Linked DNA regions of Thunnus thynnus: region 1 is linked to region 2. A link is a contact called in public Hi-C data. All regions are on one chromosome and are shown on one strand. The core of a region is the stretch at or near the end of the contact, and the rest is flanking DNA. Distances in the headings are between cores, read along the strand shown. Region 1 holds the start of LOC137192621 (WD repeat, SAM and U-box domain-containing protein 1-like). Region 2 holds the start of dap1b (death associated protein 1b).

Region 1 (7,612 bases), core at 1,704-4,203, 140 kb before region 2:
TGTCTGTGAACAAAGAGTAGTTTTACTATAGTTAATAATTCCTCAGACAGGCAGTTAAAAACAGTTTTGAAAAACGGGGTAAGTATGGGGTCAAGACAGCACATAAAGGGTTTTTACCTCAGAGACCACCTTTCTAATCAGCTCTGCAAAGTATATTGTCAGTGCTTAGTGCTTTCTAAAACATTATCCGACCTTGTCTGATTAATATTCATTCTAATTGTTGTCATCTCTGAAGTAGGCTGAAAATTCGCTTCACTTAGTATTTGAGAGAAAATCACTGGTGCATGTAGAAGTGGGATTTATCAGGCTGTCAGTGGTTGTAAAAAGGATTGTTTTGGTTCTTATTCATGAGTTCAGAGAAGTGAGCGTGTCTGGCATTTCTCAGCACCTTATTATATTCTGAAAGGTGACCACGGAGTTTATTTTTCCTCCATCTGTGCTTGGTTTAGTTTTTTTTACTGTGTCATTTCATGTTATACTGAATCCTGGATGTTGAACTGGTGAAGGTACCTTGAAATGAAGTGAAATTATATTTTTTGCAGTGCAAAGTGCTAACCTTTTGTTTGCCGCTTATTCTCTCCAGAGTGCTGCTGGCTGAGCTGGAGGCTCATCAGGACGCCTGGCCTTTCCTCACACCGGTCAACCTCAAAGCTGTCCCGGGATACAGGAAGGTCATCAAGAGGCCCATGGACTTCTCCACCATCAGGGAAAAGCTCACCAACAACCAGTATGTGTTTTTTCAGTTTAGTGTTGGCATGTAAAAACATTCTTTTAACGTGTGTATATATTTTATGCTATTTCATTATTTTAGTTGTTTTAATTTGGATGATGCACATAAATCAAAATTAAAACCATTTCTAATTATTACAGGTACTTAAATTTGGAGACTTTCATCATCGACGTGAACCTGGTTTTTGATAACTGTGAAAAATTTAATGAAGACGATTCCGCGATTGGACGAGCCGGCCACAACATGAGGAGATTCTTTGACAAACGATGGACTGAACTGCTGAAGTAAACATTTCAAGTGAGGACTTTCCACGCTGTCTACATATCAAACTCTTCACCTGTGACACTAACATACATGGTTATAACAACACTATTGTGCAATGTGAAAGTACAAAGTTCTCCTACTGGACCTGGTGGGAGAAAACACTTCATGGATGAATAATATGAAAGTGCAATACCCCGTTTTCTTGATCAAAACGCACTGACTCTTGTACTTGATATTGTATTGGTCAATTACCTTTTTTTTTATCATCAGTACTATAACTTGCTGTATTTATTTTGTCAAGTATTTATGTTATGATTCAGTCTTTTCTAAGGAAAAAGTGAGAAAAACGGCACTCAGCTTTAAAAAAAATATCTAAAGATTGTTTTATCAACCATTAAACAAGCCAATCAAAAAAAAATGTTTACAGCTTTGTGACTCGAGGGTGCCAGCAGTACTAACTGTTCATCTGCATTTGTGATTTAAACTGTGTAAAATACAAAGTGGTATCGCTGACACATGTACAGTGTTCATTTATGTCACTAGTCTTATTTCTAACATGTAAAGTTTGTACATACAGTACAGACTTGGTGAAAATATTAATGCATAAGGATGATTGTAGCACTTCATACGTTGCCTGTGCTGAATATCCTCTTGAAACACTGTGGTCTCCTCAGTATTACAGTGCCTGACCTCTGACCTCTAAACAATGGATGTTTTTTGTTTTTTTTTTTACTTATTTTCAGTGTGTGTACTGTATGTGTGTCCTGCACAATGTACTGTAGGAAACGGTTACATAAGAGGTTAAACTTTTCCTCTGGACAGAATTGATGTGGTGCACAGTGTGTTTCATATCCAAGCGTCTCCTTCAGCCAGATCCTCGTCAGACATCCTGTGGACAGATATGAAACCTGCGCCAGGCTTTAATCCAGCTGTGAGTCTGTGTTACGGTCCACTGGAGACATCTCAAGACAGCTTGAAGTAACTGTATTTTATTATCAATATTGTGAAATGAGTAGTGACTTTTGTAGGAACTTTATTTTTAAATAGTGGGTGTGTGACACGGATAAAATAAATCTGTTTTTCAAAATAGCCTCGTTAAGCCCTCACTATCTCCCCCTTTTTAAATGTATTATTATTATTCATTTATATCGTAGATCATCTATAAATTGCAACTTCTAATCATGGATTTCATTTGTAACATCTCCATTTGGATGATATTGGTTTAATACTAAAGTAAAATGGTCTGAATTTTTTTATTCAGTGCCAGTGATGGAACGTAACATTTACTCAAGTACTGTACATAAGTACAGGTTTTATGTACTTGTAGTTAACTTGAGTATTCAATTTCTACTGCACTGCAGAGGGAAATGTACTTTTTTACTCCTCTGCATGTACTTGAAAGCTGTAGTTTGCAGAATTTTTGATTTTACAGACAAAACGTGATCAACAAACTAAATATGATGCATCGTTACAGATAAAACTACCCAACAATATATAAGGTTGTTAAAATCAGCTCCAACAACATTAAAGTGCTGATTAGACATTAATGCATCAATAATTATACTCTAATAAGAGCCAGTCTGGATTATGAGTACTTTGACTTTTGATACTTCCAAGTACATTTTGTTGATTGTACTTTAAATACTTTGTACTTTTACTAAATTAATGTTATTGTTTACATTGTGGTATTATTAGTTTTACATAAGTAAACGGTGCTTATTTCACTGCTCACTTGCAGAAGCAATAATAGTAAAATAATTGGATCAGTTTTTCAGTAGAGAGAATTTAAAACTGCAAACAGACACAAAAATTAGAAAATTCGACTCTGACCATTGAGTAACTCACAGCAACTCAGCGTCACATGACTGATAACAGTTATGCAAGATAAACAGACTTTATAATGCTGTGTTGGAAGAGGAAGTACTTGAGGACAAACCCTTGACGACGCACAGCGAGCAGGTTTGTGTGTTTTTTTTTTGACGGACAGACAGCTGTCAGCTGTTTGTCACTCGCCTCAATTTCTCAACTCTCTCATCTCACAGGCGGATGTTTGAGCATTTTGCGCCACCTTGTGTGTGAACTCCTCCCTTCTGCTGAGCCAACATACATCTCTGTCACAAAATGGTGTCACTAATTTGCAGTCTTCGACACCACACAGACGAGGTGAGCTGCTGCGCTTTCTCTCCGTCTCTGCTGGCGACGGGCTCCGGCGACAAAACCCTCCGTATTTATAACACAGCGGATTTCTCGGAGCTTCCTTTCTCTCCTCTCTCGGGCCATGACTACGGGGTTCACTGCTGCTGCTTTAGCTCTTGTGGCAGCCACCTGCTCAGTTGCTCCACAGACGGATCCACCATCGTGTGGAGCTCGGAGACAGGTGAGGTGTCGGCGGTGCTGCAGCATCCGGGCCGCAGTCCGCTCCGAGTGTGCGCACTGGCGCCCGACTCCTCCCTGCTGCTGGCCGGGGCCTCTGATGGCACCGTGGCCCTCTGGGACCTCCCCTCCAAGACATTACGCAGGTACAGTGTGACCCAGTGCACGTCATATATAAAACTGGGATATACTGCATCAAGTAAGACCAATAAAGAACTGGTTTCTAGCCTTTGATTTACATTTAAAGCACATGAAACTTTGTTCAAATCAAATATTTCTGTATAAATATTCATCAGCCAACTACAAAGTTAAATTTGGGGAAAGCATCCTTGAAAAGCCCAAATTCTCTGATTCCAGCTTCTCAAATGTGAACATTTTCTGGTTTCTATGACAGTAAAGTGAATATCTTTTGGTTGTGGATTGTTGGTTGAGACAAAACAAGACGTTTTAGGACACATTGGCCTTTGGGAAAAAGTGATCAACATTTGTCACAGTTTTCTGACATTTTATAGACCAAACAACTAATTACTCGATAATGAAAATAATCATTAGTTGGAGCCCTTGATCCGATTGATTGACAAATAGAGACGTCTCCCTGGCAACACAAGCAAAACAACCCAACAAGTAGTGCTAAAACAATCCAATCTTTTATCAAGAAAAAATTTAAATATTTGCTGCTTCAGACTTCTCTAATGTGAGAATTTACATCTTTTCTGTGTTAAGTTCATCATTAATTCAATTGGCCTATATGAGCTTGTGACGTTCTTTGTCACTATGACGTTTTATCATCAGCAGAAAATGTCATCAGTTTGCAGTCCTGCTTTTATTGCAAAATGCTGATTGGTGCATAGATATATGTGACATCACATCTTTCCAACAGTCACACCCACTTTAGACAAACAGCGAGAACAACACAATAATGAAATTTCTCAAAATAAAAAAAACTAAAATTCTTCCAAATTTGGCTGAAAATAGTGTGTTTATGTAAGACTGACTGTGAAAATAGAGTTGTAAACAGGGCCTTTAAACAAGTTCAACTCAAAAGAGAAGAGTTGGGGCCAAATGAAATAATAATACTTCAGGTTACAGTTGACACATGAGATTAATGGAGATCAGTGAGCTCCATCAGCTAGACCAGTTCTTTTACTGGAGCAACAGAATCAGTAATGAAATAAGTTGACACCACCGTCTTCATATTGTGGATGATGTCGTTTTAAATCTAAATGTTTTCCCTCACAGATGCAGTGCAGTGAGCGAGGCCAGCGTGGTGGCTTGCTGCTTCTCTCCGTGCAGCCAGATGTTTGTGACCGGCTGCACCAACGGTGACCTCAGACTCTGGGACGTGGACATCAGCCTCCTGCATGCTGAGAAGGACGCCCACGACCTGGGCGTCACCTGCTGCAACTTCGCACCCCAGTTCAAAGTTGGTGAGTCTTTGCAGGGTCAGTTCACCGAAAATCAACATATTTTCTTTATATCCTGTTTTCATTAGTGATGTCCAGACATGCAGATAGTTTAGTTTTTGTTGCTGCACCCGGAAACAAAGAGGGTGAATGGAAACTCATTTATGGTAGTAAAAAATGTTATTTTACACATAACTAATGCTGAATGATTAGTTATTAATTCATTAGTTGATTGACAGAAAATTAATTGAAAACTTTTTTGATAATAAATTAATTATTGAAGTCATTTATCAAACATTTGCTGGTTCCATCTTCTAACATGTGATCATTGGCTGTCTTCCTCAGTTTTTATCATAGTAAAGGTAAAATTTTAATTATTTTTTGCTATTTTATGACACTTTATAGACCAACCAGTATCGATTAATTGTAAAAAAAATAAAAATAAAAGATTGACAGACTGCTCTGAGGACAGTTTTATTACTTCAGTAGTAAGTAGTTCCACTTTAACAACAGTTATTCACATTTTAGTGATTTGACAGATGTGAGTCGTATATTATCCTTGAACCAAAATGAGATTCACAGTGTTTGTTCTTTGCACTACTGAGGAAGAAAAAAACATATTTTTGTCATGGAAATCTGGCTGTAATTCAAACAATATTTTTATGCCACATACAGTGTAAAAGAAGCTTTCATGACTCCACAAACAAGCCGTCAGATGATATTTGTCTTGTAGGATTTAGACTCATTCAAGCATAAACATTCAGAAAGTGTCTGTTTTTGCTCTGCAGACGGCTGCTGTGTGGAGTTTCGACTGGCCTCCTGCGGACAGGACAGCCGGCTGAAAATATGGATCGTTTCCCAGCGTGAAGGAGCAGGTAGGCCTACCCCCTCTGCCCGCTCCCTCAACTGAAGACCCTCTTACCTCATCACCCACGAGAGGACCAGAGAGGAAGAGGGAGAGACAGAACTGACTGCTTTAACCTTGAAATCTCTCTGCAGAATAGAAGAATTTTATTAGTGTGTGGAAAAAATCAGCTGCAGACTGTCTCATTAATAATGGATCATTTTAAGACATTCTGCTGAAATATAGCGGGTGGAAGAGGACAGTGTGTGTGTGTGTGTGTGTGTGTGTGTGTGTATGTGTGTAGAAGAGTTGGAAGGAAATCAGGTGCATATATCCACAGAGACATTGTCCAACAGAACAAGAACATTTCTAGCACATTCACAACGGCTGTATTTTTGTTAGCGCACCAACACGCCATGTTGTTAGTTTCTAAGATGTGTTGCCATGGTAACGACTGTTTCTGGGGAGGATGCAATGTGTCCCACGTGCTTGCGACCCACTGCAGTCCACGGGGATTTTTCATCTCTGAGCAGCTTGTAGAGGGACACAGAACAATGTCTGTCATTGTGCCGTTTCTTTTTTGAAATGTAGTTTTTCAGGTGCTGTGCTGCTGAGTTTGCCTTTGTGAAATGTGCGTGTATGTTTTCTCGGTGAGTGGAGTGCATGCTTGAAGCATCATCCACTCTTTTATGAGAAGGAGACTGAAGTGTAGATGATTCAGAGAAGCAAGGGGCCGATTTTAAAGCAGGCATCCGTGTGTTTGTTGTTGATGTCCCTGCCTACTTTGGTATTTTGATGGCGCCATATCTAAATGAAATAACCTTTTTGGTAGCTCTGTGTGTCAAATCTTAAATGTTTATGTTGATATTCTTTTTTTTTTTTTTTTTAACCTTACTCAGCCATACTGGTGTTTCACATAAGATTATGAATATTTATATAAATAACAAATTAGCCTCCCACAGAGGCTGAAAACAGTGTTTTGAACTCTAATGGAGGAGGGAGAGGGTTTGATATAATACATGTGTGTTTACAGGATGGTGATTTAATTACTGCTATAGACCAATTCGTTTTGGCACATGGAATAATTGCACAATGAACTATTAGTCTGTACTCACAAGTGTCTTTGTACAGTATCGACCGACACAGGTTTATTGCCAGAAAGAAAATCTTTTGTTTCCAAGTGGCTGTCAGCAGGAGGCACAGCTGCGAGCCGGCGAGAGAAAAAAAAAGAGAGAAAGAAAGAAAAAGAGATATTGACAAAAAGTTTGGTGTTGTCACACTGTAGGAGGGAACCGTGTGAAGGGAAAGAGAGCGTCTGTCTGAATTTTAGTCTTTTTTTTTGGGGTGGGTGGGGGGGTTGCAGAAGTAGGTTGCAGCACAATCTTGCTGTGAACTCTAACCTTGCCTCTGTGTGTGTGTGTGTGTGTGTGTGTGTGTGTGTGTGTATTATCGACCATAGCGTGTGTCGTGAAGCTGCTTCACACTCTCACCAGCCAGTCAGCTCCAGTTCTGTCTTGTGCCTTCTCCTCTGATGGAGAGCTAGTCGTTTCAGGGTAAGACAGTTTCATCACACACACACACACACACACACACACACACACACACACACACACACACACACACACACACACATAAATCACGGTTTGATTTCTTCACATCAGTGAGCAGCACTAATAAACACCTCCTGTGTTGCCAACTAAATATTGACCTTTACGCCTGCCAGGCTTATGTATCCCAATGTCATGAGTTTTTTATTATTCGCTGTGAAATCATTTGCTCATTTGGGAGAAATTAAGTCAAAATGAATCTCCTACATGTTTCAAACGCTCCTTTTTTTTCCTGACTTGTAAACAGCAGATGCCACTGCTGAGCGCTGACGCTGCTGTTCCCTCAGTCGGCCACAGGAGGAGTGTATTTTGTTGTGTTTTAACTTCTGGTTGTTTCTCAATGTCCTTCTGCTGCTCCATTTGTGCTTTAAATCAAACATACTGAAGGTTA
Region 2 (7,259 bases), core at 2,238-4,737:
CTCTCCTATCTCCCTTCTTCCATCTCATTTACAATTCACCTCAAGCCTGTTTCTCAGAGAATGATTAAAGAATCACTCGCCTGTAAGGTTTTTCAGTTTTCTCACACAGAGGAGTGAGCTGCACCACAGCCATAATGACACAACACAGCCTCTTTTGTATTTTGGTGTTATAAATATATGATGAAGCACCCAGATGTGTTTTGCGCAGGCTCCCTTTTCAGAAAAGGTGTCGACAGGATTACATGATAGTTTCTGAATTGTTCTAAAGAAACAAACTACTGGTTGTTTCATGCATATGGAGACAGTTGGTCCTGCAGAAACACAGAATGGTCACAAGTCAATTTAACCTTGAAATGATGGGACCCTAAACCTGTCCTCACCTTATATTTTAAGTTAATTTAATAGCAGAGTTGGTTGCCTCATCACTCAACTGTTCTACTATCATGAACTGGGGCACCTTTATTAAAAAATATTTTTCTTTTTATAGATGCTTCACTTTGTCTGAGCAATTTGCCCTCAGGCAAAGCTCAGCAGGTTCTGTGGTTTATGTTGACAGACAAGATCTAGCTAGCCTTTATGAGTTCACAAAGAGCTCTACCATTTAACTCTGAGTCAGTGTCTGCACACTGAAAACATCCCAATAAACCTTCAATCCAAAAGTCATACTTAAAAGAGTTTTTTTGGCAACATGGAGGGGTAGTTTTGTTAGAACACAACAATTAACTAACTCCAATCAGTTATCGGTGCTATTTGTGACAGTTATTGAATAGACAGACATTTATAGTGAATTGATGCTTGAAAAATTAATCAAAATTGTTTCATGCAACTTTGATATGTGGAAAACACAAAGATTATCTGACTTTATTTAAGCTTTCAAGTTTGTAAATGGCTATTTGCTGCCACCTAGTGGTCATTGGAGCTTATTGCAAGAGAAAAACAAATCTAGTGATGCCATGCAATATATTTTTTATTAAATCTAATAAGTGCCAAGCAATACATAGTGAGGTTTCACTGAGAAAACAAAAAACACAAGAGTCTCAAGTATCTCACTTTACAACCCCCCTCTAACTCTCACTTTAAACTTACTTCTACCCAAATGCCATGTGTTTTTCATCAGCTGGTTAATACGACTTCAGCATTTATCTCTTAACACAAGGAAAGACACAGTGACGCTGGTTTATAGTATCCTCACAAACAAGCACAGGCAGAAAAAAAGCTAATGTTTCTTCTAAAATGTCACTGACACTTCACAGACAACCTGTCAGCTCTCCCTCACGTGTTTAACACTTCATGTTTGTGTTTCACAGTTGACTTAACACGGATCCCTTCAAACATGTCGTTCAACATTTCCTCGGCTGCTGGATGAAGAAAGAACGGGGCGAGTGGTGCTTCTCCACTGCGGGGAGCACCTTGCTGTGCCTCACACTCACTGGTGTCTCTGGAAAGTCATGGCTCAGCTGTGAAGATTACAGGCAAGAGTTTATTATCCACAAAGCCCTGCGGCCCCGAGAGGCATTGTAATGAATCCGGTTTACTCAGTTGGAACAGACTTTTTCCAAAAGGGGGGATGTTTGTTTACCTTATCAAGCGTTCCTGCCAGAAGTACACCAACTTGTTGCATCCTGCTGGAGGTGGCAAGGGACCTGCTGCTGTGAGATCATAGTTTAATCAAATTTAATAATAGACATGGTCAAAGTGATGCCGGACATTCAAAAAAAAAAAAAAAAAAAAAAAAAAAAAAAAAAAAAAAAAAAAAATCACAGGTTGGAGCATTTATTTCTCTCGCTCGGTGTTCACATGCAGAGAAATTAGTTATAATAACCCTTTAAAGACATGCTTTTACAGGAGATATGTTGACATGTCAGAGCAGAAAAAGCACATTAACTTTAGCTTTTTCCAAATTCCTGACACTAGTGTAGTGCCTGATGGTTCATTGGACACTTGAATGGAACTGAGCCATTGTCAATGTTATCAAATCCACCTGTGCTTTTCCTGCCACAACGAGTCAAAATGTCTGCTGTGGAAAAATGTTTTAGATGTCGTAGACCAGTGGTCACCAACTCTGCATATTTTAGGTATCTCCCCACTCTAACACACCTGATTCTAATTATTTAACTCGTTATCAAGCAGCTGAAGCTTGTCAAGGGCTTGATAACGGGTTAATAATAAGAATCAGGTGTGTTAGACTGAGGAGATACGTAAAACATGCAGTAGCTCTCCAGGAGCAGCCATAGTGACCACTGTTGTAGTCTGTGAGCCTACCTCAGTTTATCAGACCTCTTTGTATCCTTCTCTGGAGTCCCATGGGTGCCAGTCTCTTCCAAGCTTTTTTTAGCCACCCGTTTACCACCAGCCTTTACTGTTGACCCAGAGAATAAAACTGTATTAATTTATGTTACCTGGGGAAAAAAAGAATAAAGTAGTATGTACTTGTATTTATGCAGATTTTAAAAGATTACAACATGCAGAGATCCCAAACACTCTGCAAACCTTCTATGAAATAATCACACTGTAAAAGAATTGCAAATAAAGATGCAACAATTAGACAATTAGTCCTTTAACTGATAAGTCGATTGACAAAATTAATCAACTATTTTGATTATTTTTTGGGGGGTGAGGGAGGGGGAGGGAGATCAGTCTTTGGTTTAAATGCTCACAAGTTATAACCACACTAGGACCATACATAGCCTGTTACGCAGGGTCACAAGAGGACTTTGCTATATTTGAAGGGGTCACAAACCACTAACCTAAAACCTTTTGAACATTACAGCATGAAAAGCCCCCATCAAGAAGCAAAATGCAAAAAAAAAAAAAGTAAAATTAAACATGCAAAAGGAGCATATAACAAAAATTGACAAAGTGAAAATAATTAGACTTTTCATGCATGTCTTTTTAGTGGCGCTGCATCATTAATGAGCAAAAGCAAAGACATAAAAGAGAAAGTAGAGTTATCTATAGCGCTCCGTGATGAAGCATCACGCATGCATTAACTTGTATTCAAGCTTCACTAGTGAGAACACAGTGTGACTTTCACCAGAGGCCTGCTTGAAAAGTTAAAAAAAAAACAAAAACAAAAAACGAGCATATGAGTAAATCTGCAAAAAAACAGATTGATGCGATTATCACAGCAATTAGCAAAACGACGATCTGATTTAGCAGCTTTGTGTCAAACTTTTTAAAAAAAAAAGAGGAGATGATTGAGCGTCACGCTTCGCTCGGCTCTCTATCTGGGTCGAGCAGTGAAAACAACAGCGTCCGACTGAATGTAGTAAAATATAAAATAAAAAAATAAAGCAAGCAACTGCAAACAGTGAGAACAAAAGTTTACCTGCCGGACGGTGACCAGCTTTCAGCAGAGGAGCCTCCATCGCTCCGTGTTTGGACAGTTGTTGCACCATGTTGAAAAGTTTCCAGAGGAGAAAAAGCAAAGAAAGCACCAAACTCTTCTCTACGCCCACTCCGTTGTTTTTATGCTCTAACAGAGATGACGTCCTGTGTGGCAACAGGAAGCCCGCAGCCAGAGAAACGCCTCTATGTGAGTGTTTGACTGATGCTCAGTCAGCATTTTACTAATAAAGTGAAACAGGAAACAGCCAAAGATTGATTATCGACCGCCAATTACCTCCGTGCAGTTATCATCTACGTATATAAGTGTTATCATCTCCTCCAGGACTGAGTCTTACTTTAAATGGCGACCAGATCAATATTAAGTTTTAATTATGATACTTAAATGTTCAGTGTTCATTTTGGCTCAGAGACAGTAACACCTGTGCTTTTTCCAGCTGACTAGTCAAAGTTTCTGCTGTGAAATAGGCATTTTTGACGGTAAAGGGTGTAGTTATTGCATGTTTAGAGAAGTGAAAGTGATGCCACTGACATAAACATGTTATTCATTGGTTTTCATATTCTGCTCACCTGCATGCACTCAGGCCTATTTCATGATATTCCCTCCCTGTGCATGTGCTTCGCAGACATGGTCTTGAACTTGTTTTTAAAAGTTTTCACACAAACTGCAGATGTAAAGGTTTATGTAGACTTGGTAGACAACATTATTGACACAAAAGCACCCTTTTTTAAAAGTTAGCTTCTTCTGTTGATCCCAGACACACACAAAAAATGTTTGTGTCCATCTCCACATGCAGGGTGAAAGTTCAGGGTCAGTTACAGATCATTGTTGTGCTTCAGGGCTCCTCAGACGTGCAGTTTATGAAACACAGGTCAGCTGGTTCAGAGCTGGCCTGCCTCTATTCATGTACCTGAGTAAATACAATATAATGAAACATTTTTTCCCCCCACAGGAGGAGAATAAATGCAAGAAAAAAAACTGTTTACAAGAAGTTTGTGCGCATATAAGATGAAGAAGAGAAAAAGAGATGTGAAAAGATGCAATTACACAGTTTAAAAAACAAAACTGACCTTTTATTAGAGCATGGTTGTGTTATGATGCCATCTTTTTTTTCCCACATAATTTCTTCATATTTATATATCTATAGAGTTTTAACATGGCACAAGTTTCTTTTTTAACCAGTGCGGATGAGTGTAAACCAGGTAACATGTTTTTTTTTTTCTATATTTACAATAAAATGAAAGAAATGTACAAGACTCCATGGCATTACACAGCTTCAACATTAAGTACAGATACAATTTGATCCCTCTGTACAATCTAACATCATTAGTTTACTAGTATTTTTTATTTGTTTGTTTGTTTGTTTTTTTTTCTCTTGTTTTACAGATATGAGTTCATGATCCATTTTGGCTTCAGCACATACACATTTCCCCATCTTGACTCTTTATCGCGGACCTTCGCTCACATGACTCACACCTTCACCATGCTATCACAGCTAAGAGTTTCGTAAAGAAAATAAAACTAACATCTAGACAGAGCAGGACGCACGTCTCTCTCACGATAATGTCTGGTTTCGTCTCTCTCAGCAGAACCCCCCCCCTCCCTTCCCTCCCCCTACCCCTACCCATCCCCCCTCCCCCAAGCATGATTTCCATCTTCCTTTTACTGAATAAAAAATAATTTAAAAAAAACATTCCTTGATTTCCTTCTTTGGCACACATTCCATCCTTCCATCTGCTATCGCTCAAGTTGAACTCCCCTCCGTACAAACACATCCACTTTTAAACAAACACACTTATAAAGCCAAGTTCATGAAAACGTTTGTCGGTTCTTGTGTGTTCCCTGGTTCTTCGCTTCTGCTGCGGGGTGAAGACAACATCCCCCCACCCCGCTTACCCCCCTCGTTCAAAGCCCTGGAATGAGAGTCAGGGATGAAAAGAAGGTTGTTAACTGAAACACAGGAGCATTTCCAGACCTATACCCAGGAGTCAGGAGAGCCGGGGTACTGCTCTGCCCTGTAAGAAGGCCTCCGTGTGCTAGCGTAAAAGTCCACGTAGTTGGTGGTGGATTTCAGTCCGTGAGGCTGGGAACTGTAGTCGACTGTGGGCGGGTAGGTGATGACTTCCTCCAAGTAGGGGTCGTCGTAGCCGTGAGGATGCTGCAGGTACATTCTGTATGTATCGTAGTTCCTCCTGCCCGGCTCATCTGTGTAATACATTGGCTGCAAAGGAAAGAGGCAAGAAGGCTGTGATGAACTGGTTTTCACTGGAGTGTGGTAAAGAACCAGCAGTGGCAAATCACTAAAAAAAAGTCCCCCTCCACTCAAAAATGTGTTTTCTTTATTGTAACTTCAGTTGGATGTTTGAGCTTCACTGTGCAGAATGATGTAAGTGCAGAGTTTGACACCAGAAGGATGTTTTCAACTTCATCTGCTGAAGGGGGAAAGTTTCTCTGTGCTCACTGAAAATCTGAGTTTAAGACCAACGAGCAGGATTTGTGACATCACAATTAGTTTATAGCCATCGTGGTTCAATATGCAACTTATACAAATGTGATGTGAAAATCTGAAACTGCCAGTGCACAAACACTGAGAATACAGTGAAGTAGGAGACATCTTGTGTCCAGCAGTTCAACTTTTTTTTTTTTTCCAATGAGGGAGAAGAATTTTTAAGAATTTCTAACAAGGTAATTGAACATTTTTTGTGGAAAAACCATATTGGCCAGAAATGATTAAAGCATAATATTATTTATGTCTTAAAACTTGCCTGGAGAGGGTTTCAGGGGGAAATGTCATGTTTTACTTCATTGCTTTTATTTTACAGGTTTATTTTTACTCTGTAGTCTTCATCTAAAACATATGGATGATGTTACATGACTGTATATAAAGTGGTTAAAATCAGCTCCACCTCTACCAACCATCACATTAAAATGCTGCTTACACACAGATGCATCATCAGTGTTAATGATCCAGTCATTTCATACACTGTATAATATTTTCTTCATAACAAATACTTAAAAGTACATTTTGCTGATAATACAGCGAATGCAGGAATTTTAGTTATAATGGAGTGTTCTTCTATTGTGGTTTTGCTACTTTTAGTATAGTTTGACATTTCGGGAAATAGGCTTATTCACTTTATTTCCAGATGAGAAACTTGATACCATCCTCATGTCTGGATGATAAATGTGAAGTTACAACCAGCAGCCAGTTAGCTTAGCATTATAACTGCCTCTCTCTCCAGGTAACGAATCCACCTCTAAAGCTCACTAATTAACATGTTATATCTTGAATGTTTAATCCAAAAACCGAAGTGTAAAAATGACAATTATATGGGTTATATGTGAGACTATTTCTTGGATCAGGTGCATTCACTTCCTGCAGTCTCCGCCGGTTGCCAGGAAACTTCATGGTAACGATATCGATCGCATCTAATTCTCAGAATAGAAAGAAAATAAAAGTATTTCCCAAAATGTCAAACTATTCCTTTTAGAGGTGGATATGAATACCTCTTTCATCACTGTCAGAAACACAAAAAAAAACAACATGAAAAATACCTCAAACCAATCTTCCACTTGATGGTAATAAAATGTATCAACAAATACGAACATCTCAGCAGTTTCAGCAAAATGCACTTTTGTCTGGAGATTTTTCAGCCACATTAATCAATCACCTTCCAGCCCACACATCTCTCGCCACTAATGCGACAGAAAACTGCTTCAAGGTAAATGGTAGAAATGGGGTAATGACTGTCTTCACACATTAACTGGTCTAAATGTGATGGGACGAAGGCCACAAGAGAACCCTCTGATCTCCTCCCTCCTTCTCGCTGTGTCTGTTATCTGAATGGGCACGCATGGACGTGTCCCACAGTGACAGGTGCCTGAGACGCACCCAGACCATCCCAATCCTAGC

Evidence for each region. A called contact is a pair of places that touch in the nucleus more often than the background predicts.
Region 1: a contact with region 2 is called in a Hi-C map of muscle, with 6 times the contacts expected there. The contact joins the promoter of LOC137192621 here to the promoter of dap1b in region 2. A contact is called at or near these places in 2 of 3 Hi-C or Micro-C datasets (heart and muscle).

The regions. Positions count from the first base shown.
Region 1 is chr11:17,535,076-17,542,687 of fThuThy2.1, reverse strand. It overlaps LOC137192621 (WD repeat, SAM and U-box domain-containing protein 1-like), which reads left to right and starts at 2,953. Exons shown (of 11, transcript XM_067603466.1): 1 at 2,953-3,513; 2 at 4,607-4,794; 3 at 5,559-5,645; 4 at 7,074-7,167. The coding sequence starts at 3,116. It overlaps LOC137192619 (bromodomain adjacent to zinc finger domain protein 2B-like), which reads left to right. Exons shown (of 38, transcript XM_067603457.1): 37 at 584-727; 38 at 871-2,083. The coding sequence ends at 1,018.
Region 2 is chr11:17,400,674-17,407,932 of fThuThy2.1, reverse strand. dap1b (death associated protein 1b) reads right to left here and starts at 3,487. Exons shown (of 4, transcript XM_067603451.1): 1 at 3,329-3,487; 2 at 2,263-2,359; 3 at 1,580-1,646; 4 at 1,122-1,457. The coding sequence starts at 3,398. The coding sequence ends at 1,341. It overlaps LOC137192614 (plakophilin-4-like), which reads right to left. Exons shown (of 22, transcript XM_067603442.1): 22 at 4,983-5,567. The coding sequence ends at 5,322.